Linked DNA regions of Mus musculus: regions 2 and 3 are each linked to region 1. The links are chromatin contacts, called in public HiChIP or PLAC-seq and promoter capture Hi-C maps. All regions are on one chromosome and are shown on one strand. Each heading gives the region's core, a stretch centred on a gene start, on an enhancer-like site or on the middle of the called end of the contact. The rest is flanking DNA. Distances are from core to core; before and after follow the strand shown. Region 1 holds the start of Calhm6 (calcium homeostasis modulator family member 6). Region 2 has its middle 15 kb from the start of Dse. Region 3 holds the start of Trappc3l (trafficking protein particle complex 3 like).

What was found. Promoter capture Hi-C pulls out the DNA fragments that hold promoters and counts their contacts. HiChIP or PLAC-seq counts read pairs in DNA pulled down with a chosen protein or histone mark.
Region 2: a contact with region 1 is called in an H3K27ac HiChIP or PLAC-seq map of embryonic stem cells, with 5 read pairs. The contact joins the enhancer-like site here to the promoter of Calhm6 in region 1. A contact is called at or near these places in 5 of 39 promoter capture datasets (the 3T3-L1 cell line, the C10 cell line, the HPC-7 cell line and 2 more), 4 of 484 Hi-C or Micro-C datasets (bone marrow-derived macrophages, cerebral cortex, embryonic stem cells and 1 more), 6 of 115 datasets of contacts at active chromatin or transcription factors (CD8 T cells, the HPC-7 cell line, bone marrow-derived macrophages and 3 more) and 2 of 9 other capture datasets (adipose tissue and liver).
Region 3: a promoter capture Hi-C map of second pharyngeal arch cranial neural crest shows a contact between it and region 1. The contact joins the promoter of Trappc3l here to the promoter of Calhm6 in region 1. A contact is called at or near these places in 18 of 39 promoter capture datasets (the 3T3-L1 cell line, the C10 cell line, the HPC-7 cell line and 12 more), 1 of 15 datasets of contacts at CTCF or cohesin (pro-B cells), 8 of 484 Hi-C or Micro-C datasets (CD4 T cells, Th1 cells, bone marrow-derived macrophages and 5 more), 4 of 115 datasets of contacts at active chromatin or transcription factors (CD8 T cells, effector CD8 T cells, memory CD8 T cells and 1 more) and 4 of 9 other capture datasets (adipose tissue, liver, macrophages and 1 more).

Annotation. Positions count from the first base shown.
Region 1 is chr10:34,126,027-34,130,719 of GRCm38.p6, reverse strand. It overlaps Calhm6 (calcium homeostasis modulator family member 6), which reads left to right and starts at 2,748. Exons shown (of 2, transcript NM_175449.4): 1 at 2,748-3,329; 2 at 4,154-4,653. The coding sequence starts at 2,811. The coding sequence ends at 4,576.
Region 2 is chr10:34,220,352-34,225,044 of GRCm38.p6, reverse strand. No RefSeq gene overlaps it. Among named protein-coding and RNA genes, the nearest start is that of Dse, 15 kb to the right of the region's middle. Within about 2 kb of position 2,619, at least 7 of the 459 cell types and tissues checked have an H3K27ac peak or open chromatin away from gene starts, as enhancers often do. A contact at or near this core is called in embryonic stem cells, where this site is marked.
Region 3 is chr10:34,035,391-34,040,083 of GRCm38.p6, reverse strand. Trappc3l (trafficking protein particle complex 3 like) reads right to left here and starts at 2,487. Exons shown (of 7, transcript NM_001162937.1): 1 at 2,396-2,487. Calhm4 (calcium homeostasis modulator family member 4) reads left to right here. Exons shown (of 2, transcript NM_001081165.1): 2 at 1-1,300.

The DNA.
Region 1 (4,693 bases), core at 1,499-3,998:
CGTCAAGAAACTGGAAGACACAGAATCAAGGAATGTTTGTACTCATCTCAGAATTGAACAGGACAGTCTGAAATTATACACGGCTTCCTTTCTCTCCTTTTAGGATGGAGTACTTCCTGCAGATGTCATGGCTGTCTTCACTGTGTACTTTTTACAAAGAACAGATTGATCTATGATTACCATTTTACAGGTCTGTCAATCAAAAGGAGCCACATGAAAACGTGACATGATATTGGGGTGACCACATACTACCTGAAGACTCTGAACTTGGATGGCAAAAATTTAAGACTAAAAATGCCTTAGTTAAGAGGCTGGAAAACTGTACTTTTGTTAGGTTTTAGTTATGGAAAACTTGAATAAAGTCACCTGCCCAAAGGTTACAAACACAGCAAGGTTCTTTTTGATGGAATATGAAAATCATGGATGAGGAAGAAAATATGAGAGGGATGAAGATGAAGAATCATCTAGCAATGAGAAGGAAATTAGCCAAGACACATGGAAAAGAAGATGACACCATGAAAAAATCCTGATCTGGGCTTGGCTTCTAGCCATAGATGAAAAGAGGGGCTCTCACTACACTTTGTCCAGCTTTAGTGCTAGGTACTATGGCAGTCTCTGTTGTGTATAGCTAGGAAGGCAAGTGGCCTAAGAAAGGAATAAATGTTTCTTGACCCATGTCAAAAATTTATACTTATTATATGAGACAAAGCCAGCCTAGTGGCTGGGAAGATAATTTATTGTGAACTATCTGCCACCCCCGTTCTGTTGTTCCCCTCGGGGCATCCAGTCTCCTGGGCTGTACTAGAGGAAATGTTGCTTAGCTAGGGTGAGTACAAAATAGGATCTCAGCACTGCGTACGTGAGAAGCAGCCTTTTAGGGAGACAGTTTCAGCGAGACAGCTCGTTTAATTGTGGGGGAACAAAGGCTATTATTTGGGGAGTTGGATAAAGGCTTTCTGGGTGAGTGTACATCATGGGCCAGGGTCAGGGTGCTGGAAATGCTTTATTTGCATGAAGAGGAATTCCACGTGCTTGCTGGACATGTCCCTATAAGGAAAGAGGAAGTTTAACCTGGCCACCAGGCTATGTGGCCACTTCAAGGGTGGCAGAGGTATAGGGTGGAAGGCTATATGCACTTGGATATGCAGATCCAGGGCAGGCAGGGAGCAGTCCTGCTCCTGCGGGTCTCAGAATGAGATTTTGGGGGTTGGGACATGCCTAGGCCTCTCTGGCTCTGGGCTGGTTCCCCCGGTTGCATGGCTCCCTCGCTTCACAAACTATCTACTCAAGCTCTGTGTGGATGCCATCCTTGTGTTGGGCTAAGGGCCATATGAATTATTTTGAGTAGTACGAAGTGCCTGTGCCTATTCCTTGGCCTAAAACTGTGAACACATTTGGAGCCTTAAATGATATGCAATAAAGTTAACTGTTGTACATTCTCAGGGAAAAGGAGAGTAAGTTGTAACCTGCCAAACTGATCACTCTTTCTGCCATGTACATGCACCAAATGCAGTTTTCTCATCAGCTGCTGGACTTACAGAATGCCTGAGCTCAAAGCTCGTGCTCTTTCTAGCTTTCTCCACTTCATTGGGAGTTATGAAATAGTAGAGTTCAATGTCACAGCCTTGCTTAGAGTTTGTATCAGAAGAACTACCAGGAGGGGAATGAAAACAGGAGTCATGTTAGATGTAGCTTCAACTTAAAAACTGTTTGGTTTAACTAGCATTCTGCTTTGGTTTCTGTGCTGTTGTTGTTTGTTTTGTTTTGGAACAGGGTTGGTCTCACGGTAGAGTTTTGGCTGCCCTGGAATTCCAGATATAGATCAGGCTAGCTTTGAACTCACAGAGATCCACCTGTCTGTCTCTGCCTTCCCAATGCTACGATTAAAGGCTAGGATTAAAGACATCTCTCACTCTCAGTTTTACTGTGGTTTAGCTTATGAAAGAAAAATGAAATGTTCCTGTTTCCTGTAAATGTTGTGGGTTTTTGTAACTGGGACTTGGCTTTGGCATTAGGGCTGCTGCAATAGAGAAAAATTCAGAAGTTTTCCGAGCTTGGTCATCTGCCTACACTGTAAGAGGTCACTTTGGGTTGGAGGAAAGCAAAGAAACAGAACCGGAGTTTTCTTGAAAGCGTTCCAGAACTGAGGGAGTCATGTGACTGGGACCTCAGCCTTCTGCTCTGTCCTTTGCAGTTTGGATCCTGGAAGGCTGGCTAGGGGCTAAGAAAGAACGAAAAAGGAGCAGGCATGCAGACACAATGAGGCGGGGGTCAGGTGGGTCTCCCCTTAGCTTGTATATTAGGTACAGCACGGAAAAGGGGTTAGATTGGGAAGCCATCTCTGTAGGGCAGAAGTCACAGCCTATAAACTTCCAGGAGAAGGCTGCAATTGCTAGTTTTACATGCACCGGTCAACTGTTTATAAACATACTCAGACTCCCAAGGACAGCTTTGCTGTTACTTTTGACTGTGACCTGTACGGGTAATGGCTCCTGCGAATTTACATGGACCAATCAGTCTCACAGGCTGCCCATGTTGAGATACACAGTCATTCAGATCTTCTCTTTGCTCAGGACTTTTCTGCTCCCTACAGTCTTGGGATGTGGAGTGGATCTTAGGAGATCAAAGATCACAGGGACTTTATTTGTGGGACTTTACCAGAACTGGTGTGATTGAAAAAAAAGAAAGTGAAACCCGGAAGGGTTTCCTTTTTGAAAGTTGCTTCAAAGCACGATGTAAAGTACAGTACACGGTTCACTCAACCTTCCTGAGAAGCAGAGCCTGTGGGGTGTCCAGTGTGAGCAGAACCCATGGAAAAGTTCAAGGCAGTGCTGGACCTGCAGAGAAAGCACCGCAACGCCCTGGGCTATAGCCTGGTGACCCTACTGACGGCTGGTGGGGAGAAGATCTTCTCCTCAGTGGTGTTCCAGTGTCCCTGCACTGCCACCTGGAACCTGCCCTACGGCCTGGTGTTCCTGCTGGTGCCTGCCCTCGCGCTTTTCCTCCTGGGATATGCGCTGAGCGCGCGCACATGGCGCCTGCTCACCGGCTGCTGCTCCCGGAGCGCGCGATTCAGTTCGGGGTTGCGCAGCGCGTTCGTGTGCGCCCAGCTCAGCATGACCGCGGCATTCGCGCCCCTCACCTGGGTGGCCGTGGCGCTGCTCGAGGGCTCTTTCTACCAATGTGCTGTCAGCGGGAGCGCGCGCTTGGCGCCATACCTGTGCAAGGGCCGCGACCCCAACTGCAATGCCACGCTACCGCAGGCTCCCTGCAACAAGCAGAAGGTGGAAATGCAGGAGATCCTGAGCCAGCTCAAGGCTCAGTCTCAGGTCAGGCTCTGGGAGCGATGGGGAGGCTCAGAGGCGCGAGGAAGTCAGTGACTTTTCTCTAGACCAGGGACTGAATATTTAAATAGGGAAATTTGTCCCCTCAGTAGGAGCCGAAGTACTTTTTATGTTATTCTTTAGTGTTTCCTTCCACTGTGTAGCAAAGCCTCAGGACAGGTGAATTTTGTATATTCTGGGAAAACTAGAAGCATTATTACATTAGAACCTATCTTGCCAGCCCCAAACACACTATCCACACATTTAGAAAGCCCCGGGGCGCGGGAGGAGGAGATGCTCTTTATAATGAGTACCCTTTCTAGAAGCCCCACATTTTCAGTTACAGGGGAGTGATACGTGAGCTCTTTTTTGTATATTTTACATGACTTGGACTAATGGACTATTGTTGACTTTCTAAAACAGCAGTAGGGTTGTTGTACTGTGTTGTGTGTGTGTGTGTGTGGTGGAGGATAGTTTTTTTGTTTTGTTTTTTTCTTTCTTTCTTTTCTTTTCTTTTTTCTTTTTTTTTCGAGATAGGGTTTCTCTGTTCAGCCCTGGTTGTCCTGGAACTCAGGCTATAGACCAGGCTGGCCTTGAACTCAGAAATCTGCCTACCTCTGCCTCCCAAGTGCTGGGATTAAAGGTGTGCGCCACCGCCGCCCAGCTGGTGGAGGATAATTACTACCAACAGTTCTTTTTCTAAAGGGCTTAAGACAAGACTTGTTCACTATCAAAGCTGGTAAATAGTTTAGTAAATACTTTATCTCGGGCTTTTAAATTTTTATAATGTCAAAAGTCACTAAGTTGCCTTCCTGTTTTGTTTCCTGTAGGTGTTCGGTTGGATTCTGATAGCTGCCGTTATTATCTTACTTCTTCTTGTTAAGTCTGTGACCCGATGCTTCTCTCCGGTTAGTTATCTGCAGTTAAAATTCTGGGAAATCTATTGGGAAAAGGAGAAGCAGATTCTTCAAAATCAAGCTGCAGAGAATGCGACACAGTTGGCCGAAGAGAATGTTAGATGTTTCTTTGAGTGCTCGAAGCCGAAGGAATGCAACACTCCAAGCAGTAAAGACTGGCAGGAAATCTCAGCGTTGTACACATTCAATCCCAAGAACCAGTTCTACAGCATGCTGCACAAGTATGTTAGCAGAGAAGAAATGAGCGGCAGTGTCCGCTCTGTGGAAGGAGATGCAGTGATCCCTGCCCTTGGCTTTGTAGATGACATGTCCATGACTAACACTCACGAACTATGATCTTACACAAGAACAGAAAAAAAAAATGTTTTGAATTGTTGCTTTTATATAAAAAAATAAATATTGGTATATTTTAAGGCTGTTTCTCCCAAGTTTTGAGACTTAATTCTGAAACTG
Region 2 (4,693 bases), core at 1,370-3,869, 94 kb before region 1:
AATTCTCACACTTGTGCAGCAAGCACTTGACCCCTAAATAGGGCTAAGATGTAGCTCTCCTTCCAGTGCTTGCCTGTGTATTAGATCCTAGCACAGCTGGGGAGGGGGAGAGGTAATACATTCTTCCTTTTCTAGAGTTTAGGGATCTAACCTATAGCTTTAAGAGAGTAACTAGCTGAATTCAATTGTAGTTTTGGAGGTTTTGCTTTGTTGTCTCATACTGTTTTATCTAGGCTTTTGTTTTTCTTCCTTTGTTTTTCTTACCCTACAGGGCTTTTATTTTTATATTTTGGTTTTTGATTTTTGTGCTTTTAGGAGTTTTCTGTATGTGTCAGTGTGTTTTTATGTCTATATATGTTTCTTTTGCTTTTTTTTTTTACTTTCTTTTTTCATTTGTTTGTTTTGTCATTTGTTTGTTTTGTCCTATTTGTTCATTTTTATTTTATTATTACCTCCTCTTTCCTTTTTTTCTTGTTTTTGTTTTTTGTCTTGTTTTTTGCTTTTTTTTTCCTTTTAGATGCCTGTTTGTTGTCTAATGAGAGAGAACAAGGATGTGGATTTGGGTGGGTGGGAGACAGCTAGAATCTGGGAGGAGGTAGGGGAGAGGGGGAGAGGGAGAGAGGGGGAGAGGAAACCAAAACCAGAATATATTGTTTGGCTGGGGGTAGAAATATATTTTCAATTTAAAGAAAGAGTAATTAACTCAGATTGAAAATTAATTTTCAATTTTTATAAAGTGATTTCTGTTTTAAGAATATAGAATAGTAAGACAATTAGAAACTGATGAGGCACTAATATTCTTTTGTTGTTTTTTTGTTTTTTGTTTTTTGTTTTTGCTTGTTTGTCTGTTTTTTGCCTTTTTTTTTTTTTTTTTTTTTTCGAGACAGGGTTTCTCTGTATAGCCCTGGCTGTCCTGGAACTCACTTTGTAGACGAGGCTGGCATCAAACTCAGAAATCCACCTGTCTCTGCCTCCCAAGTGCTGGGATTAAAGGCATTTAAAAATAAGATGTGGTGAAGAACTATGTAAAGGCCATTGCAATATGGTCTGCATTTTCTGGGGGACCTGCATATGTCTTTGCATGTAAGCTCCTTATGAATAAGCACTGCTGTAGAGGAGGAATGTGTTTGTGGATGTGCAGTCAGGAGTGGGGGAAGGGTGCCTCTGCAGGCCCATGCCAAGGTATCCCTTATCACTGAGGGACCAGCCACACGATGGTATTGTATAGAATAGAGTTTATTCAGGTCATGGGGAGGGGAGTTGAGAGGATAGTGGAGACAGAGAAAAGCAGAGAGAGAGAGAGAGAGAGTAGAGGAGTAGAGGTCGGCCATGAGCACGTGGAGAGAGCAGGGAGGGGAATGGAAAGAGAGGTGCAGCAGGAGGAAGAGGACAGAGGAATAGCAAAAAAGAGAGAGAGGGGGGAGAGACAGAGAGAGACAGAGAGAGAGAGGAAAGGAGAAAGAAAGGGGGCAAGAAGCTCCTTTTATAGTGAGTCAGGCAAGCTTGGCTGTTGCCCGGTAATTGTGGGGTGGAGCCTAGACAAAATCCGAACAAGCACCATGAGAAAAGTCATTCTTTTTATATTATAAATGCTGACTTGAGCAAACTCTGTATAAATCAACATGAAAATCAAATTTTAACTTTGCAAGATCATGAAATTCTACCAAATTATTCTCAAAAAAAAAAAAAAAGGCAATGAGTGGGAATTAATAATTCAAAGACCTGGGTTGGAGAGATGGCTCAGCAGTTAAGAGTACTGACTGCTCTTCCAGAGGTCCTGAGTTCAATTTCCAGCAGCCATATTGAGGCTCACAACCACCTGTAATGGGATCTGACAACCTCTTTTGGTGTGTCTGAAGTCAGCTATAGTGTACTCATATACATAAAATAAATAAATAAATCTTAAGGAAAACATAATGCAAAGACTCACTGATATAGAGTCTACTCACGTAATGAACCAAGAACCTAGGAGTCAAAAGCTGGCTGACATTCAGTACAGTTCCTTAAACAGCAGAGGATAAGACTCCACATCTCAGACCTTCATTAATTATTCTCCGAATAAGCTATGCTTTACATACATATGGTTGTTAATGTAAACACTACAACTTTCCTTCCAAAAACAAACAAAAAGTATGTCATGGTGGCTTGAGCCACTCAGGAGGCAGAACAACACAACAAGCCACCTTGGTTGACAGAGTGATTTCCTGGGCACCCAGAAGCACAAGGTGAAACTCACCTCATAAAACTATTAAAAATAGCTCTTAAGTGTTTCCCATGACTTTAGACATGACGAACATAGATTAATTATATAAAGATTTTCCTGGCATATCATCTGGATTGTTGTTTTGTTTTGTTTGTTTGTTTGTTTGTTTGTTTTTGGTGGTGGTGGGAAGCTGAATCCTGCTTTAGAAAACATTCCAGTCTCTGTTCTAAATTGTGCTATTTTCTGTAGAATGTGCAGACTCATGCCCATCCATAAACAGCTGCCTTCATGGGTTTAAGTCAATACTGTGTCTACATAGTGGTTAGTAGGACACTTGGGCTTGTTTTTTTAGTCCCTCTTTCCTTCCACATGGTCAGCACCACTGAGAACTTCCTATAGCAGGAATGTGAAATGTTTCCCTCCCTCTGAAGCCCAGAGCCCTTCAGGAAGTCAAGATGATGATGCTGGCCCACACCCAGCTATTCTGGCAGCAGTAAATTAACCCTTACTGTACCTGAGAGCAGTGTTTGCAGTGTGATGGAAGTGAAAATGAGCCTGCTGTGCCATCCTCAGATCGTCAAACTCTCATTCTTTACTTAAGAAACATGGTAACGATCCAGCAAACTTGCATTTTAATTCCTTTTTAAGAAGATTTAGTTATTCATTTTATGTATGTAAGTATACTGTCACTCTCTTCGGACACACCAGAAGATGGCTTCAGATCCTATTACAAATGGTTGTGAGCCACCATGTGGTTGCTGGGAATTGAGCTCAGAACCCTTAGAAGAGCTCAGCCAGTGCTGTTAACATCTGAGCCATTTCTTCAGCCACATTTAAATTCTTTTTTTTTTTTAAAGTACTAGAGTCTTTTTTTTTTTTAAGATTTATTTATTATATGTAAGTACACTGTAGCTGTCTTCAGACACACCAGAAGAGGGAGTCAGTTCTTGTTACAGATGGTTGTGAGCCACCATGTGGTTGCTGGGATTTGAACTCTGGACCTTTGGAAGAGCAGTCGGGTGCTCTTACCCACTGAGCCACCTCGCCAGCCCCAAATTTAAATCCTTAAGGGCTACTTTTGTAACTGACTGTCATGTGTTTTAGCCTCTAAATATATCACAATGGCTTTGTGCTGCATTATGTTAATTTCTAATTAATTAAAAACTTCATTATTTTTGCCTCATAGAATGGTAACATGCTTTCTGAAATATTTAGTAGTGCTTAACAAGGGAGGAAAACATGCAAGAGAGAGAAAGGCCTGTCAGCCAGGGGCAGAAATCTACTCGTGTTTTGCTAAATGGACAGATAGGTAAACTGCCTTCTAAGTAACTCATATTGGTAGACTACCACTGCTCTCAGCCCTGTTCAGAGAGCCTCTTTCTCCACCAGTGATGACTAATTCAGAGACTCTCACCTTGTGGAAAGTGGAGGGAGAATAAATGACTATTGAGTGCCCAGTCCTAAATGGGGCATCTATAACACACTCCCAAAGCCCAGGGAACCTTGTAGAAAAGGCACTGGAGAGAATTTAAGAGCCAGTGGATGGTGTGTGTGTGTGTGTGTGTGTGTGTGTGTGTGTGTGTGTGTGTGTGTTATGAAATACTAGTTTCTGAATTTGAACACTCTAGCAGTTATGGATAACTACATAAGACCCATCAAATGTGGGTTCTTTAACATTCCATCATGGGTCTGGAGTGAGAGGTTATGGAGCCAAACCCTTTCTCCAGGAGCTTTCAGAAGCTAATGGTTGCCAGGGGAAGGTGTTCCATTGTCTAGAGTGGTGTAGCCTCATATTCCAGTAGAATGACCCCATCCATGCTTATACAAGAAACGCTAATTAAATACAGTATGAAACAGGTATGAAAGTAGAAAGAGAGTTATTCAGGAAGAAAGGAGAGTCATCAGGAGTAGGAGGCTGGTAAGTGGAGCTAGTGAGTTGTAATATAAACACTATATTGTAGAAATACATGGAGTTGTCAAAATGATGTTAAATTTAAATTTGTTTGTTTTTGAGACAGGGTCTCACTATGTAGCTGTCTGTCTGTCCTAGAACTCACTATGTCCTCGAACCACAGAGATCCACCTGCTTCTGTCTCCTAAGTATTGGGATTAAAGACATGTGACACTACCACCTGGCTTAGATTATTCTTAATAAGCCCAAAGTCCTTACAAAGCAGTTTGGACACTCAGTTTTGTGTGCATTTAGGAACTTGATTTTGTAACCACAATGCTTTTTCATCCGCTGTGAATGGTGAGGACTTGTGGAATGTTAATCTCAATGCTGCTTGAACCTGGGAGTCATCATTGCATTACCTCACACTTTTCTAGGTTTCCTGCTCACACTGGCAGTCTGGAGTTATGGAAATATTAAGTCCCATCATCGGATATTTATCAATACATATAATCTCATTTTTCCAAGTTTCTATTGGCCTTTAAGGTTCATTTCAATCTCTATAGATCACATTTAAAAAGATAAAATCTCCATGCTCA
Region 3 (4,693 bases), core at 1,238-3,737, 90 kb after region 1:
TTGAGAAAACAAAATCCTTTCAGGAGTTTCCCTGATAGAACATTGCTTAGTGTGACACTTTGCTTGGCCAGGAAATTGTCCTGAACTCACTGTCAACCAATGATAACCTTATGAAAGTCAGACCATCTCTATGGGGCCTAATTTGTTGATTTGTAAAGCAGAACTAATGATGCCTTATCTTGCGGAAGTCAAGGAACTGAACCAAATGAACTACTGAAGCTAATTCATAATCTGATAAAATGTTTATATTCACTGTTATGTAGGTTAATCAATGGATACAGAGCAGTGGTTTTCAACCCTCCTAATCCTGGGACCCTTTAATACAGTTCCTCATGTTGTGATGATCCCCCAACCAGTAAAATTACTTGTGTTGCAGCTTCATAACTGTCATTCTGCTATTGTTACAAATCATAATGTAACTATCTGTGTTTTCCAATGGTCTTAGGTGACCCCTGTGAACGTGTCATTCAACTCTTAAGGAGTCGTGCCACACAGGTTGAAAAGCACTGGTATACAGTTTTTCTGGAATGATAGTAGACCTATGTTGCCTCTTCACTGAGTTGTATCTTTAGCTTTCTCTAAAAGACATCAACTGGCATTCTGCTTTTGGAAGAACATTAAGAGTGACTTTTTTTCAGGTGGCCTGGGGAAGGTAGCTCTACTTTATCTACTGTGTACTGGGGCTGATACAATATTACAAAAGCAATGTTGAAAAAGTAGCTAAAGTAGATGTACATAGTAGAAGGCCACTCAGTTCCCTCCAATAGGAAAGTCAGTGAACAGGGAATGTCTCATCCATTTTATTCTCAAAATTCCCATGAGGCTGAGAGTTCTTTGTCTCTACTGAGCCAAGAGTTTTATAATTTCGTCTGTGCTGACTTACTAGTAAATGAATCATCCTCACCAAACTCGGAATTGGTTTATTAGTTTTCAGGACCTTCACCACAAAGAGACTTTTCAATAAGGTTTTCAATTAACAGCACAATCAAAGAATGTATGAAGTTATAGTGTTACATCACCAGGAAGATTAATAGTTGCTTAGGACTTAACAATAGGAAACAGCCTCTGACGGCTTCTGAAGCCCTCTCCTCAACAAACTCAAACAGAGAAAGCTTACCTTCTGAGCCAGTTAATCGTGGCCATGACTTTTTGGTAAAGGAGATGGGGAATTCCTGATTTACATGGTTCTGAGGAATTCCTAGCATCTATATGAATGCATGAATAATAGCATATATACTTGATATTTTATTGCATTGTGTATCATCTATTTCAAATGAAATAAATCGATACCCCACCCTCTTTTCATGTATTCTTTTGTTCAGCAGCTAGCTGGGTAAATTTTTTTCATTAAGAACATGGCCTTTCAGCCTTATTTATAATAGCCAGAAACTGGAAAGAACCCAGATGCCCCTCAACAGAGGAATGGATACAGAAAATGTGGTACATCTACACAATGGAGTACTACTCAGCTATTAAAAAGAATGAATTTATGAAATTCCTAGCCAAATGGATGGACCTGGAGAGCATCATCCTGAGTGAGGTAACACAATCACAAAGGAACTCACACAATATGTACTCACTGATAAGTGGATACTAGCCCAAAACCTAGGATACCCACGATATAAGATACAATTTCCTAAACACATGAAACTCAAGAAAAATGAAGACTGAAGTGTGGACACTATGCCCCTCCTTAGAAGTGGGAACAAAACACCCATGGAAGGAGTTACAGAAACAAAGTTTGGAGCTGAGATGAAAGGATGGACCATGTAGAGACTGCCATATCCAGGGATCCACCCCATAATCAGCATCCAAACGCTGACACCATTGCATATACTAGCAAGATTTTATCGAAAGGACCCAGATGTAGCTGTCTCTTGTGAGACTATGCCGGGGCCTAGCAAACACAGAAGTGGATGCTCACAGTCAGCTAATGGATGGATCACAGGGCTCCCAATGGAGGAGCTAGAGAAAGTACCCAAGGAGCTAAAGGGATCTGCAACCCTATAGGTGGAACAACATTATGAACTAACCAGTACCCCTGAGCTCTTGACTCTAGCTGCATATGTATCAAAAGATGGCCTAGTCGGCCATCACTGGAAAGAGAGGCCCATTGGACACGCAGACTTTGTGTGCCCCGGTACAGGGGAACGCCAGGGCCAAAGGGGGGGAGTGGGTGGGTAGGGGAGTGGGGGTGGGTGGGTAAGGGGGACTTTTGGTATAGCATTGGAAATGTAAATGAGCTAAATCCCTAATAAAAAATGGGAAAAAAAAAAAAAAAAAAAAAAAAAAAAAAAAAAAAAAAAAGAACATGGCCTTCCTCTCCTTTATGCTTAATGGGTTTAGGTAATTATAAAGCATATAATTAAAATCAATTATATGCGCTAACACCTACCTTGTATTTTTGCTGCCAAGTTCTTTTGGCTGGCACATCAATTTCTGTGGCTTGGCAGAGATAGACTCGCTGACTTCTCCTTTGTCTGCTCCACTACTCCACCAGGATTCAGACCACCGCCTTCCCAGGAGAAAAATAAACCCAAAGCTTAGCTCTGGCTGTTTCTGACTCCTTTACTCTAGCAAAGCTGAATTGCACAGACCTTACTTATGCTTCATCATTCTCCTTGATTCTGTACTCATTCCAGCTGTGTTTTTGTTTAAAAATTTAAGGTAATGACTGCAATTAGAAACAGCCATGTGGGGGCTCAGGGTTTAATAGCGCTTGTTGCTTTTCCCGAGGATCTGCATTCTTTTGCCAGCACCCACACCTGGTAGTTTCTAACCACATGCAACTCCAGTCCAATGAGATCTATATCACTTTCTCTTGCACTCTTTTTTTTAAAAGAAAAAGAAAAAAGAAACAACAGCGTGGGCTTACTGTTCTTTCGCATCTAGTTTGTACTAAAAGGCAAACACAAACAGACCTTTACATTTTTAAATCATATAACTAATTAACGGCATTCTGAATGCAGAGTACAAATATGTTTTCTAGCTCAAAAAGCCACAAATGCATAGACACAATTTTAGGTTCAACATGCAGCATACCAAGTATTAGTATGCGATCAAGAAAGAGCAGAGTGCCAGGCTTGGGAAACAGGCAGGTTTAAAACTGGTTGTGTGAACTGGAAGTTAACATGTCTACAGATGTGACCCTGGATGGAATAGCGCACGGTGGTTCTAAACGGGTGAACTGCATCGTCCTTAGTGGAACTCATTTGGCTGTTCTAAACTCCAAGAATGATGAATCTTCTTTAATCTCAGCATCTAGGGAGACTGCAGCTTTCATGTATGGTTTCCTCTGTTGCCACCTAGTGGTTTCTATGAGTATGTGCACTATCTGTAGTGGGTGACTGCAGTACATATGGAGCATTACAAAGATATGAAGTCTGAAGCATTCCAAACATTAAGACATTTAAAACAGCAACATGAGGGGTTTGAAATGCTCCATCAGTAAATCTACGCAAATATTTCCAACTTGAAAAAAACACTTTCAGAATTACCACCACCCCTGTCCTGGAGTCTCAGGTTCTCTTTTTCTCTCCCTCTTCCTCTCCCACCCTCCCTCCCTCCCTCCCTCCCTCCCACCTCTCTCTCTCTCTCTCTCTCTCTCTCTCTCGCTCTCTCTCTCACACACACACACACACACACACACACACACACACACATGAAAGGTCCAGGACAGCACTATAATCTTGTTTCTTTCAGAAGGCCATAGTTATGAAGGGTTAACATGGAGTTCAGAGAAGCACTGTCACTCATTACTCATATGACCTTATGAATGTCAGCCTCTCTGGAACTTTAATTTTCCTTTGTATGAGACAGGAAAGAATGATTAAGTTGTAAGAGTTGTTGAGTGAACTCCTACTTGGAACACAGACTTATTTGAAGAGTAGTTCTGCGAAAATCTATATTGAATAAATCTCCTTCAAAATTAAACATATGGACAGACACACTTACATGCCACGGGGTTTATATTCCAAGACTCTAGTCCTTGTAATTCATCAGTGTTATTTTGATGGGAAAGACACTTGGAAGATTTGACACGAGTACTTTTAGATGAGGAGATCAAGTCCTGTAGAGTCTCGAGTCATTTCTCCACAGGAGGAATCAGTCAGGGAAAATGTTGGGCTACTCTCAAGGAATCACAAACTATGTCCGCTCAACACAGACAGGGCAGTAACAATAAACAGACCAAAAAATTCTACCAAGTTCAACTTGGCAAGCCAAGGAATTTATTGGAACTGCTCATAGGATTATAGGTGAGGGGTTGCTCATAGGAAGTGCATCACCCTAAAGCCCCGGTCCACATGGGTGACGACTCACAGAGCCTCCACCCCTGGATCTTTCTGCACCATCTTTACTGCTTATGTAACTTTTGGGTAGGAGAGGTCTTGTGAATCAGGTAAGTTTAGAGGTTTCCTGGGATCCTTGAATTGCTTAAACTCCGAGTCTTGTGGATCCTGTAATCTGGAGGAAATATTTCAATTTGGTATTGCCAGACAGGAGAAGAAAGAGTCATTACTGAGTGTCCATCATCCCTGACAAACAGGGCCATGAGCTAAAGTATGTGGGCATCCTCTACAAACAGGCAAAGACGTAGACTCTTTCTGAGAGCCGGCAGAAGGAACACAGCCCTGCCGACATCTTTATTTTGACCTACAGAGAACTGTGTCAGACTAGTAAGGATTCTATATAG